Regions from separate parts of the Mus musculus genome. Here region 1 is linked to region 2. A link is a contact called in public Hi-C data. All regions are on one chromosome and are shown on one strand. Each heading gives the region's core, a stretch centred on a gene start, on an enhancer-like site or on the middle of the called end of the contact. The rest is flanking DNA. Distances are from core to core; before and after follow the strand shown.

Region 1 (2,769 bases), core at 261-2,760, 3.9 Mb after region 2:
TATGGTTTGCTCAGCCTGTTTTCTTATAGAACCCAGAATCAACATGCCTGGGTGGCCCCACCTACAATGGGCTGACCCTCCCACATCAGTCACTAATTAGGAAAATGCTCTGTAGGTTTCCTACAGCCCCACCATATGGAGGCATTTTCTCAGTTGAGGTTCCCTCCTCAGATGACCGTAATTTCCCATTTTGTCAAGATTGTAGTAAAAATTAAACTTTTATTAAAATTTTTTATTTAAATAAAAATTATTTACATTTTATGTTTCTGGGTGCTTTGCTTGCTTGTATATATGTGTGCACAGTATGGTACTGATGGAGGCAGTACTGGATCCTAGGAGCTGGAGGTGAAGAAGGCTGTGAGCTGCCATGTGGGTGCTGGAGATCAAACCCTGGTCCTGTGTTCTTAATGAGTGAGTCACTCCTCCAGGCTCAGGCTCTGAGCTTTAAATGCCAGACACTTACAGGACTTAAGTACTCAGGTTAGAGGCACATGCTTTGGAGTTTGAGTGACAGTGGACTAGTACCCAGCTACTAAGTTACTAAGTATTACAGCGTCTTGACTCAGATTGCCAAGACCTTTGGTTCATAACCCTTGGCCTTCTTCGAGAGCAGTATGTACTCTTAATCTCAAAGTTATCTTCCCCTCTCCCCTCCCCCTTTCTGCTCTCATCTCTTCAACTCCCTTCCCCTCCACTCTTTTCTCCTTCCTTTTCCCACCTCTCATTTTTGAGACAAGGTCTCATTCTGAAGCCCAGGCCAGTTCTGGAATTCATGATGTAGCCCAGACTGGCTTGGAACCCACAGTAATTCTCCTGCCAGAAGAGGGCATCAGATCTCATTATGGATGGTTGTGAGCCACCATGTGGTTGCTGGGATTTGAATTCAGGACCTCTTGAAGAGCAGTCATTGCTCTTAACTGCTGAGCCATCTCTCCAGCCCCCCTAAGTGTCATTATCTTAGGAGTCCCAGTGTTAAAACCAACCAACCAATTTGCCAGAAGTAGCAAATTATAGGATAGACAGTTACATACACACATACAGCAGTTATGCGAAGTTCAAATTTTTTTTTTTTTTTTAAAACTTCAGTCTTCGGACCTTCGGAAGAGCAGTCGGGTGCTCTTACCCACTGAGCCATCTCACCAGCCCGCGAAGTTCAAATTTAACTGGATCTATCCTCTGTCTGGCAACACAAGCTAGTGCAACATGCTGAAGTAATACATCAGACTATCTGTGATTTCCCAAGGTTCTGTCCCTCCTCCATTGTGCACAAGTTTCTTGGCCTTTTTGTCTCTTGAAATGAAAGGTATTAACTCCGCACACAGGTTCAGTACGTGTCGCAAGCAGCGAGGAGTTCTCATGGGAATGGCTATTGATGGCTGCTCGAATCCTACTTTGATACTTGTTCCCCAAAAGCGGCTTCCAGTACAGGTCGCACAGGCCTGGCTAGAGGCCGACCGCCCGACTCCAAGATGGCGTCTGCAGCGTCGGCCAGGAGTCAAGATGGCGGCCCGCGGCCACGCCTGCGCTCTGGGCTCTCCTCCCCGTAGTCTCCCTGGGGCGGGGGGTGCGACTCCGGTTGCCGGTGCGCCGATTTTCTTCCACCGCGGTGGCTGTCGCCGCGGCTCCCTGTCGCGCGCCATGCAACTCCTCTGCTGGTGGCAAGTCCTGCTGTGGGTGCTGGGCCTTCCGGCCCACGGCCTGGAGGGTGAGTGCGGATCGGGGTCCGGCGAAGGCGGCTGCGTGGGGCGACGCGCTGCCACCCGCGGGCGGTGCGGGACGGTGCGTGGCGGTGGGGGTGCTGGGCGGCGGAGGCCGAGCCTGCCCAGGCCCCTCGGCGGGCCTGGCCCGATACCCTCTGCGATGCGCACTTTATGATCAGCCGTCAAACGCAGACACCTGACTTTTGTTGTGTCCTGATTAGAATCCCAGAGCTCAGATCTCCTCCAGTCCTTCCAGCCGCCGCGGGAGACTGCTTCCGTTAATACCTTCATTTCACAGGCTGGAGACGAGGAGGCTCGGAGGGAATAAGCTATTTGCCTGTTCGCACTTAGTAGTAATATCAGAGCCTGAGGTCTCTCCGACTTCAAAGTTCACGCTGGAGTTCGCTCTTGCTGGGCCACTGTTTGAAAGTGGCCACTCTAGATTAGTTGGGATCTGTCTGAAGAAAACACCAAAAACCAACATCAGATTCCTGGGGCCCGTGTTTATGTGGGGACCCCTTTAAGTGGGTAAAGGAGCCACTCTGTGCTAGAGTGGGGAGCAGAGAGAGGCCTTCTTAGTTCATGGCTCTTTTATCCACTCCTATTAAAAGACCATTTCTTTCTTTCTTTTCTTTTGGATTCATTTATTTATTTTTAGTTGATTAGTTAGTATTTTTTTGAGACAATGTTTCTCTCTGGAACCTGGCTGTCCTAGAAATTACTCTGTAGGCCAGAGATCAAGAGATCTGCTTGTCTCTGCCTCCCGAGTGCTGGGATTAAATTCCACCACTGCCTGATTTACATCAAACATTTTTTGTTGCTATTGTCCTTTGTTTTGAGACAGCTCAGACCGACCCCCCCTCCCCCCAATCCTCCTGCCTGCCTAGGGCTGTTTCCATTTAGGGATGCCCAACCTGGAACTGAGACTCAGGACCTAAATCCTCTTTCAATATTATGCAGCCATAGATGAGGGCCTGAGATGGAAGCCAGTGTCTGTCAGATCTCACAGCCAAAAATTGAAATTTTCAATCTATTTAATCACTAGCCTTTAAAATGAAGATGTAAGTGG
Region 2 (2,813 bases), core at 12-2,511:
AACATTTTTAAGTAGTTGAAATATTTCAAATTCTCATAAGACAAACGGATTCTTGGTCCTGGGTGGCAGGCTCCTTTCGGTCTCCAGGCCCGGGCGCCCGGTGCAGGCGTTACCCTGATTCTAAATGATGCGCATAATAGCACAGGGTTCTCGGTGCTTGGGGTGTCCCAGCTCAAACCCCCCTGAGAGGTCAACGCGAGGCAATATTTGGTGGGTGGATGAGAGGATCTGGATTTTTCTAGGTCGGCCGGTAGGCGGCGCCCTGGGAAAAACAATGTGGAACAGCCGAGTTCCCGGAGTCTGAACCCCGGAACCTCTGGGGTTTGGGGCACAGTAGCCTTGGTGTACAGCTCACTCTCGAGCTTAGCACGCGTGCATCAGAATCCCAGCAGTCAGAATAAGCCTAAGAGGTGCGCACCCAGTGGCGGGGGAGCGGCACGCTGCTCCGACCCCCACGCGCCGGGCAACCCCGCGACCCCGGCTCCCGACGGGGCTCGGCCCACCCCACCGGCGGCAGGTGGACAGTGTTGCTATGAAAGAGAAAGCGTCGATTGTCCCCACCGCGAACTGCCACACGCCAGACCTCCTCTTTTGTGTGCCCCGTATAGAAATGCAAACGAGCCGCGTGTGCCGGCAGCAATCTGCTGGTCCCTGCTGCCCGCGTCCCACAGCGATCTGCTAGGGGTAGGGGTGGGGGATGGGAGGGCTTAGACCTTGCAGCCGCGACCCCGAAAGGCGCAGAGTCCTGAGTCCCTAGTGGCAGCCTAGGCCTAATGTCAGCTGCAGTTGCAAACCTTTGACTTTAAGTTTCGGTTTCGATGTAACAACCCTATAAACTTCAAACTGAAAATTGAGGAAAAATTAGAAAGGTCGCAAAAAAAAAAAAAAAAAAAAGAGCAAAAAAAAAAAAAAAAAGAGGGGGCTTTTACATTCTCCAAGTGTGCATTCTACAAATTCCAGTATCGTATCAGCAAACAACGTACTTTTTTTTTAAACTTTTTCCTTTTAAGGACTTACAAAAAAAGAAAGGCGAGATGAAATCTGCAGGCTCCAGTCTGCCTGGTAACACCCTGACAAAAGCGGCAGATTTGAGGCTGTGTCATCCCCCGCACCCCTCCCCACGTGGCCTTCTGGCACGAGCCGCAGGCCTGCCGCCTCATTTGCATCAGAAAGCGGGCGCTGGCCAATGGGAGTGCAGCCTCCCGCCAGCTGGCGGCGGCGCGCCGAGCCTGTCTATAAAAGGGCTCTCCCGGCCCAGCCTGGCGCACTCGCTGGTGGTGGGCGCGCATCGGACTCTGGGAATCTTTACCTGCGCTCGGGTTCCCTCCGCACTCTTTTGGATAACTTGCTGTTCGTGGATCGCACAATGACTCTGGAAGAAGTCCGTGGCCAGGATACAGTTCCGGAAAGCACAGCCAGGTGGGTTTTGGGGTGCCGAGAGTTGGCCTTGTCTGGTAGTGGTCTTACAGGGTCCTCTAGGATAGAAGTTTGCAGGGTGGGAGCCGTGCACTGTCTGGCTGTGAGGTGCCGAGGCGCGGGACCAGAATTACTGCATTCGATTCGTGTCTAGAGCTAGAGTTTGGGGTGCCAGCACCTGATCGTAGTTGGGGAGCCTGATATACGGGCGCCAGATCAGAAGTAGGGAACTGGGAGTGCAGGCGCCAGGTCGAGACTGGGTGATGGGGAATGAGGGCGCCAGATCATGACTAGGGTGCCAGAGGTGTGGGCGTCAGGTCGGGACTGGGGATCCGGGTGTGTGGGCGCCAGGTCGGGACTGGGGATCCTGGTGTGTGGGCGCCAGGTTGGAGTTGGGAGGCAGGAATGCTGGCGCCAGGCAGGTCTAGGCTAAGGGGCCAGCTGGGACTTGGAGGTCAGGGCAGGGATCTCTCCGTCGCGTCCCCGTGCTGGTCCCCACTCACGGCGCTTGTTCTTTCACAGGATGCAGGGCGCCGGGAAAGCACTGCACGAACTTCTGCTGTCGGCGCAGCGCCAGGGCTGTCTGACCGCTGGCGTCTACGAGTCCGCCAAAGTCCTGAATGTGTGAGTGTAGAAAGGCCCCGCGTGCAGGGATTGGGGTTGGCGCGGCGCGGAGACCTGGGGGTGGCATCGACTCTGACCTTGTCCTTCCCATCTGCTCTGCAGGGACCCTGACAATGTGACCTTTTGCGTGCTGGCTGCCGATGAAGAAGATGAGGGCGACATAGCGCTGCAGATCCATTTCACGTTGATTCAGGCGTTCTGCTGTGAGAACGACATTGATATCGTGCGCGTGGGAGACGTGCAGAGGCTGGCGGCGATCGTGGGCGCCGACGAAGAGGGGGGCGCGCCGGGAGACCTGCATTGCATCCTCATTTCGGTGAGTGTCCCCCACTGTTTCCCTACGCCAGTCCCCCAAACCATCCTGGCCAACGACAAGCATGGCTGACCCATGTATTTTTTTTTTTTTTAAATTCAGAATCCTAATGAGGACACATGGAAGGACCCTGCCTTGGAGAAGCTCAGTTTGTTCTGCGAGGAGAGCCGCAGCTTCAACGACTGGGTGCCCAGCATCACCCTTCCCGAGTGACAGCCTGGCAGGGACCTTGGTCTGATCGACTTGGTGACACTCTAGCGCGCTGCTGGCTCTGGAGTGGCCCTCCGAGGGCGCTCGAGTGCGCGTGGAGACTGGCAGGCGATGTTGCCTGGAGAGCGAGGAGCGCGGCCTCCCAAGAAGGGGGTCTGGCGGCAGCGGGGACACCTTGTTCCGAGCCCAGGACTCTGCCAGTGTCCGGAGAGGCTGCTAGCACAGGAAGGCCTAGGCGAGGACGTTGGCC

What was found. Hi-C and Micro-C count contacts between places; a contact is called where the count stands out from the background.
Region 1: a contact with region 2 is called in a Hi-C map of B cells, with 7 read pairs. The contact joins the promoter of Txndc15 here to the promoter of Gadd45g in region 2.

Annotation. Positions count from the first base shown.
Region 1 is chr13:55,713,140-55,715,908 of GRCm38.p6, forward strand. It overlaps Txndc15 (thioredoxin domain containing 15), which reads left to right and starts at 1,511. Exons shown (of 5, transcript NM_175150.3): 1 at 1,511-1,705. The coding sequence starts at 1,639.
Region 2 is chr13:51,845,414-51,848,226 of GRCm38.p6, forward strand. Gadd45g (growth arrest and DNA-damage-inducible 45 gamma) reads left to right here and starts at 1,262. Exons shown (of 4, transcript NM_011817.2): 1 at 1,262-1,419; 2 at 1,939-2,040; 3 at 2,143-2,356; 4 at 2,456-2,813. The coding sequence starts at 1,367. The coding sequence ends at 2,566.